Linked DNA regions of Mus musculus: region 2 is linked to region 1. The links are chromatin contacts, called in public Hi-C maps. All regions are on one chromosome and are shown on one strand. The core of a region is the stretch at or near the end of the contact, and the rest is flanking DNA. Distances in the headings are between cores, read along the strand shown. Region 1 holds the start of Sorbs2 (sorbin and SH3 domain containing 2). Region 2 overlaps Sorbs2 (sorbin and SH3 domain containing 2).

Region 1 (4,095 bases), core at 946-3,445:
AGTTTCTCAAAGGGCATCAAGGATGGTATTTGAACTGTTCTTTTGATGGTATTGAACTGAAATATATATATATATATATTATATATATATATATATATATATATAATATGTATACATATATAACATCTGCATATATATTGTTATTTAAGTGTTTACTTGTGATTTGTTCCTTTCTCTACTTCTATATTAGATATTTGATCTCCTTGTATATACGAGTGGAACACTGAAAATTCATGTGCAGCACTTACTAAGATGGGATTCAGTAGTAGATGTTCTGGACATAAAGTCTGAAAGTCTTATCTTTGGGAGACAGACTAGTGTAACATGCCTGTAATCCCAGCTACTCTGGAGGCTGAGAATGGAAGCTAAGTTCAAGGCTAGCCTGTGGAATATATCATATGTTTCAGGCTCAACCACCCTAGAATCAGCCTCCTGATCTTTAAAAGTAAAAAATAAATCATTTGAAGCAGTCATGTTTTACAGAGAATATTCTTCACACCTTGCTACCTGTCTCTTTGGTGCTAGGTGAAAAAGAAAACCCTAGAAGCTGTATGCACATCCTCTGTTCCCCATTCCATACAATGTTATTCAGTTAGCTACCTTCATTCATTCTCACCCAGTATATGTCCAGAGACCTTCTGTTTCAATCTCTGCAGAGAATAAGGCGTTGGTGTTCTCATTTATGGAGTAGACAGTCAAACCACCAGCTGTTCTTAGGGTGTGTGTGTGTGTGTGTGTGTGTGTGTGTGTGTGTGTGTGTGTGTGTGTCTGTGTGTGTGTCTGTGTCTGTGTCTGTGCCTTTGGTTTTTTGTTTGGGGAGACAAGCTCTCATTATGTAGCCCAAGCTAACCTGGAACCTTCTATTGCAGCCAATGCTGGCCCCAAATGTGGACCTTCAGCCGCCTGCCTCTTGGAGGCTGGTATAACAGGGCTCTGCTGCCACACCTGAGCTTCATTTACTGTAATGTGGCCCCACCTTCGTCCCTCTGTCCACAGCTCAAATGTGCCTTGAGTCAAGGCTTACGGGGAGGAGGAGCACTGGTAGCTGTAAATGTGTAAATATCATTGCTTCTTGATTGCCCTTTGCTGGTTGAAGATGGAGTGTAATCTTAATCTTCTAACCACCTGACTATCTGCTTCCTGCTTTTCTAAATGTGGTTACTATTTTTCTCGTGATTTTTGACCTTGTAAATAAAGGTTTTCAAAGTCAAAACTTTGTGATCAGTTTGGTGATGTTTTGAAAGAGAAAATTTTAAATGTGTGTGGCCAATTCACTATCTTCATTCTAAAGCCTTTTATGTGATGTGTGTGTTCATTTATATATATATATGCATGTTTATGTAACACACATATATAACATAGGTATATCATATATACACATATGTGTATCTATATATAATATATAGTATAAATATGTAATATATATAAATTTACATATAGATTATTATGTTTAAATACCTGAAGCTCTTGACCAATTCATACCCAGTATATGTAAGGCTGTCAAAGGTATACTTTTTGGTTCTTTTCTTGGGTTTAGTAGTTTCAGAAAGTAAAGTTGGTTTTTTGGTTACATTTTTTTCTAGATACCTTGATAAAGGCTTAAGTTCTTTTATCGTAGATTTTTATGTTTTTTTATATCAGTACTTTGTAAAATAAATGATATTGTAAAGACCTTTCATGTAAGCGATTCATAACACATTCTTGAGATGACTTCTGTGCGGTTATCCAACTGCATCTCCTGGCATTTTTAATAACCTTCTTAATATTTCCTGTCATCCCCATCTGTTCGGATTTAAGGTTGATTATCCAGACAAGCTGTGCTACTAAGAGCCACCTGATCACTTCAGTGCATGCCATGCAGGTGTTAGCCTCGTGACGTTTTCAGGGAGGAAACATAAAACCGCCCCTGCTACATTATACTCACATCTCCCAGGTAGGTAGATTACCCAGAACACTGGGAAATTAAGCGTAGACACAATTATAGAGAATCACATCACTGGTCCTTTAAACTCGCTCAACTTAACCTGGCACAGATTCCCTAATGGGCAATTCTCTGACTGTATCCCTAGGGGAAATATTGAGCGTAGGCAAAGGTTAAGGCAGAGGAGTGCGCTGAGACGAAGAGGCAGCCAATCAGATGAAGAGGGTCTAAAGATCCAACGCCTGCAGGCGAGCAGCACCAAACCCAGCTGCTTAGCCTCCTTCAGTTGCGGATGAACAACGCATAGACGTTTGTTGCAAAGGCTTCTTAGCCAGCGAGCAGCACCCCCGTATCTAAGAAGAGAGGGATAGATGCCCAAGCAACTCATTCTGCATAGCAGCTGCCACGACAACCCTCCTTGTGCTGGAATGTGCTCACTTGAAGGTACTGGTTCTTTTACATTAAGCCCCTATGATTTTAAAGAAAGAAGCAGAGAAGGCTGGTGCTGGGGAGACTTTCTGCTTTCTAGTAATGCTTTGTTCCTTCCTTCTCTGGCTAATCCCTGCTTTAAAATGCTTAACCTCTGGCTGAGGCTATGCTAGGCACGATAAAAGGGACACTTTCCATTGCCTAAGCGGACTGCACAGCCCCTTTATTAGGACAGCCTCTTTGTTAATGTTGCTATTGTTCTCAAGGTAAGCTGGTTAATAACGCTGCCTTCAACCCTCGCATCCTGCTACATTCATAACTAAGAATACAGGACAGGAAGGATGAGACTCCGTGTCTTCAAGGTTGTTGCAATTTCTCTAATTATCTACCAGTCTGAGAGACAAAAAGCTCCAAACAACAGCTGATCAAACGTAGAGAAAGAATTTGGCTCATAATTGGATTCCTCTGTGCTTAGGATGCAATGCGAGGTTTATTTAAAAAAAAAAAAAGGCATACACACATACACACACACACCCCACCACCACCACCACTAGCAACAACAATAACAACAAAACACTTTTCAATCCCGCTTAATAATTAAGATGCCTTAATTATCATCTATTACTGAGAGTTAGTGCAACCATTTAAAAGTCAGCAGCATGTGAGGGGGCCCTTGTTTTAGTTGCCAAGGTAATTGGAAGGATAATTCAATATGCTCCAGAGTAACAAAAGACCCCTGAGAAACATGCATTAGATGAGGCACGGAGTTGCTTCATGGGGTGTTTATTTCTCTGAGTGTGTCCTCTTTTTTTTGTCTCTTGTCCCATCAGTATGTTAGCAGAAATAGGTAACACGGGGACTTGCAGGGTGTCTCCTGTACTTACACGTGCATGGCTATTTATCTTATATGTTACATAGGACATAATGGATGCCTAGGATGTGAAATTGTGGATTGAATGGAAGCTCTCACTGGTTAAGCTCTGTGATAGCCTCTGTGGGACATCTGAAGTCATGTATCAGCCGGTTGTGAATGGTGGCCCGAGAGAGAATAGGATCTGTGTTTGCAGAGAATGGGCACAGATGCCTGGCATGCTATGCTGCTTTTGGAGTTGTCTCTAAAAGAGCATGGCACACGGAAAATGTAGTCTTCATAGCAAATGGACAGGGCTGACCTTTTTTGGAGAAGCGATAACATCTTTGTAGAGTTAATTTTTAAAGGTCTTTTCTTTTTTTAGATGTTAAAGCATTGGTAGAGTTTCTGAATTTCCAAACCCAGTGGTATTTTATTACTTTTTATTCCTTTTTCACATGTATTCGCTTTATACGTTTTATTCATTCAGTTATTCACTACTGTCTGTGGAACTAAGTATACTTAACTGTGTAAAGTTATCAGTTGCATTACTATGACAGTCTTTGGCATTTTGGGTTACCCTATTCAAATGTGAATGATTCTACTTACCAAGTGTGACAATCAAGTCAAGCTAGTATTTAGCGCTAACATTCTTCTTATAAAAATCATTGCTTAATAATCAATAGTCATATGACTAGTGATAGAACTGTACAGATTTAAACTCTTAATTTGTAATATTAAAAATAAGCTGTAAAGTAAAATAAGATTATTTTTCCTATGTGGGAAAATATTATTTCTTACTACCTTTAAAGGGCATTGCTTTTGAGAAGGCAAAGTAAAGAATTAACTGGCTGCCCACAAGGAGTCCACTAACAACTTTGATGAATGGCAAGGG
Region 2 (4,095 bases), core at 1,016-3,515, 50 kb after region 1:
ACATAAATCTAAGGGACCCAAACTTATCTACCCCACCACAATGGCTGTTACTCAGGTCCCCAGGGGGGGGCTTGCTGAATAGAGAGTTCTATATTCAGTGAGAGAACTTGTCTCAAAAATGATAGTGGACCTGTGATTCATAACAGCAGTGGTTACCTGCACAAACCCTGCACAGATGGGGTCCATAGACATCCCGTCAGGGATGGAGAAGGGACCATAAAGCCCCACCCTTGCTACAGGAGCCGTAGAACATTTAGCTTTGCAGTGGAGGCAGAGTCATATTCTTCAGTGGTATAGCCACTGGTACATTGCTCCCATTCCAACAGCCTTGCCCACCTACGCTCATTCAGACAAACCTAATCAAATGCATGAAACACACACACACACACACACACACACACATACACGCACACACACACACACACACTCACACACACATACACTCACACATACACGCACACACACACACACACACACTCACACACACATACACTCACACACACATACACGCACACACACACACACACACACATACACGCACACACACACACACACACTCACACACACATACACTCACACATACACGCACACACACACACACACACACACACACACACACACACACCACAGATATTTTGCTATTAGGAAAGATTGTTGAGGTGGCTTTCATTCTATGCTGTCTTATCTGTGCCAGTCATGGTCCTCGTATGGTCTGGGAATGTGAACGTTAAGATCTGATCACAAAGCAGGCAAGTGACAAGGACCTAGGACGAGAGTATTGGGGCTCCCAGCTTGAACAAAGGATGTTATCCTGACCCCAAGATCAGTGCAACTTGGAATATAGATGTCATGCCATGGCCACTGATTTACTCTTCCCACTGAAAGTCTGAAATCGCTGCACGGGCTGAGACTGTGTGCAGCTGTGCCTGACCATGTGTTCTCTTGGGATACTTCAATGGAGCAGAGTTCATATGGAAGGGAATTGCTCAGACACAAGCAATGAGTTCAGAAGACACTGTGCATCCAAGACAACTTCTGAACTTGGACCTTGGTTAGTTGCCTTTGCCGCATTGGACCTGTCACTCACAAGAGCTAGTTTTAAGACAGAGGAATTTGGTCTATAGATAACCCTATTGCCTTATCAGGCTCCTGTCAGCTAGCTCTTGTTGACATCCGCAATAGTGTCTGAGAGGCTCTGCCAGTGCCTGACAAATACAGAGGTGGATGCTCACAGTCATCCATTGGATGAACCACAGGGTCCCCAATGAAGGAGCTAGAGAAAGGGGTTTGTAGCCCCATAAGAGGAACATCAATATGAACTAACCAGTACCCCCCAGAGCTCCCTTGGACTAAACCACCAACCAAAGAAAACACATGATGGGACTCATGGTTCTAGCTGCATATGTAGCAGAGAATGGCCTAGTCGGTCATCAATGGGAGAAGAGGCCCTCTAGGTCCTGTGAAGGTTCTATGCCCCACTATAGGGGAATGCCAGGGCCAGGAAGCAGGAGTGGGTGGGTTGGGGAGCAGGGGGAGGGGGAGAGGGGATAGGAGATTTTCGGAGGGGAAACTAGGAAAGGGAATAACATTTGAAATATAAGTAAAGAAACTATGTAAAAAATCTACAAGTATGGAAAAAATAATAATGGGGGGAAAAAGATAACCTATCGCCCACATTCGCTCTTCTTTTCTGGATCTTCGATTTTTGAGAGCCCACAACTAAGTCACATTCTATCAAGTCTACAATGAAGATATCACTTTACAGCAAGGAAAGCAGATGTTGTTAGTCAGAGGTGTTCTCTAGACCCTACCACTCACTAAGGAGCTATTAGCAGTTTATAGCTAATGGCAGACGGAGAACCATTCTTCTTTGAGGGTGTGATCATTAGCGGGTATCCCATGGTTCAGTGGATGGTCCCACATCCATGAAAGTATGAACAGCACTAATTAGACATAGTGAGTTATTAAAAAAAAAAAAGAGTAGTAGTTGGGAGGGGTGTGATGAGAGGATATGGAGAGAGCTGAAGGGAGTTATGGGAATTAGGAGGCGTATATAGATCTCGGGTCTCTTCCTAGCTCACCAAATGATCACTGTCCTCTTGTCTCTTCTTCAGGCAGATGCTAGACTGGCAGGAGGTAGTCTCCAGGCCCCCTTCATTCCCTGGCAGTTGGTGATTTTCGAGTCCTGGTGATGCATGCTGTGGCAGCAGGGTGCCATTTCTGGGATGACTGTGTGTTTTGTTCCCTTAATGGGGACCTCAGCAGCAGTCCTGTTTGGCATCAGCTGGACTGTGTCAGCACAATGAGACTGATTGGCTGAGCATCAAAAGCAGACCCTAGAGAGAGATTGATTCTGACAGGGAAATAATTAAAGGGGGAAATTGGTGCCTTGCATGGTAAGACATCTGCACACTTGCGATGCTCTTGGTCAAGTCTCCAGCACAATATGTGCTTTAATGAGTATAGACAGAAATGCCCAAGGTTAAAGCCATTCATGAAATTAAAATAATAATAATAATAATAATTAAAAAAGAACAGACATATACAGATTATGCATAGACAAGAAAACCATCTTTTAATTTTTAAAAGACTAATTCATCATAAATTTTACATTTGGAGCCAAGTGCTTTGTTGGAAAATTAGTTAGGCTTCAATTTAAATGTTATGCAAATACACGAGCAGCCTGAAGCAGTTGGCAAGGATTGCTCCCACTTCTCCAACACCTCGTGCCAACATTTTCTTCTGCATTGGTCCTTTTGCTCCGATCTGTCTTGTATTTTCTACTTTAATATGTCCCCGTGCTTTTTTAGCCGTTTAAAAATAGGAACACTTCCATGATTCAGCCAAGCCCTGACTTGACATCTATGAAGATGGTACCAAGTGGTACCAAGTGGATCCAATCTCTTAGTATCAGTGAGAACACTGAAGACTCCTGAACATCAGCCCTGTTGGTGGATCTGTGCCATCATCAACCTCAGCCTCTAGCACTTCATCCTCCATGTGGAAGTGGTTGCTGCCTCTGGTGTTTTCCAACCTGTCCATCCAGATTCAAGCAAGCTGTTCTTGGCATCAGCCTCTATCATCTGAGGACAGGGCAGCCCTAGGAAGCCACATCCTAGGTCCAGCTGTTTTCCTCTGCATCCCCTTTCCTCATGATGCACAGAAACCTCGGTTCCTTCTAATCTGTGAATCCTGATCCTTTTGTTCCTGTCCCTCCACATCCAACATCCTTTGAAAACCCAAGATGGTCATGTTGTCACTTCTTGGCAGCTCCACGCTTAATATTGGTCACAAGGCCAGGAACTGATATGTGTTATTAGCTCAAAATATCAACTTGTCAAGATATCTGGGCCAGAAAGAATGTGTTAGGAATTTCCCTCATTCTTGCTTTTGGATGCTGTAATTGTCCTTTCACATCCTCGCTCTTTCTCCTTTTAGATCGTGGGGAACTATAAACTATATAAAAATTAACCATGGTAACCATACTTCCACTGGTATGAGACATTCACACTAGTGACTCAGCACCATCTGTCTCCAGCGCCCTTTATGTTCCCAAACTCACATTCTAGTTCCACTAAATATTGCATGTCTTTGCTCCTACCTTCCAACTCTTCTGTCTCTAGCATTTGACTACTCCGAGTACCGGGTATACCTGGAATGATGCAATATTTGTTCTTGTGTGACTGGCTTAAGTTGCTCAAGATTCAACCATGTCAGTAGCACATGTCACAACGGATTCCCCTTTGGAAGGCTGAATATCCACCCATGAATATGCATAGTTATGAATATTTATAGTATTAGTGCATTTACATATTTATGTATATGCATATTGCCACCAGAATAGCTGACTCATCTCTCAGTGGACACTGGGTTGCTTCCATTTTTCATCAGTGATAAATGACATTGCTATTAATATCAGTATACAATCAAAATCTTTCTTAATTACATGAAGGCTTTAGTTAAAAAGAAATGTTACAGAGCTGTTCGAATAGACATTTGCGATCATGGCTCAGCTTTGCCTGTTAAGGATGGATGGCACAGTCCTACTTGACAGATAAAGTCAAGGTTTCCTGTGGCTCTCCATTTCCTTTCAAT

What was found. Hi-C and Micro-C count contacts between places; a contact is called where the count stands out from the background.
Region 2: a contact with region 1 is called in a Hi-C map of cerebral cortex, with 5 times the contacts expected there. The contact joins the enhancer-like site here to the promoter of Sorbs2 in region 1. A contact is called at or near these places in 6 of 484 Hi-C or Micro-C datasets (cardiomyocytes, cerebral cortex, cortical neurons and 2 more), 2 of 115 datasets of contacts at active chromatin or transcription factors (craniofacial prominence and embryonic stem cells) and 3 of 9 other capture datasets (adipose tissue, liver and pancreatic islet).

The regions. Positions count from the first base shown.
Region 1 is chr8:45,505,593-45,509,687 of GRCm38.p6, forward strand. It overlaps Sorbs2 (sorbin and SH3 domain containing 2), which reads left to right and starts at 2,196. Exons shown (of 24, transcript NM_001205219.1): 1 at 2,196-2,365.
Region 2 is chr8:45,555,881-45,559,975 of GRCm38.p6, forward strand. The region is part of intron 1 of Sorbs2 (sorbin and SH3 domain containing 2); the gene reads left to right. Among named protein-coding and RNA genes, the nearest start is that of Gm16351, 47 kb to the right of the region's middle. Within about 2 kb of position 2,266, at least 36 of the 459 cell types and tissues checked have an H3K27ac peak or open chromatin away from gene starts, as enhancers often do. A contact at or near this core is called in cerebral cortex, cortical neurons and forebrain, where this site is marked.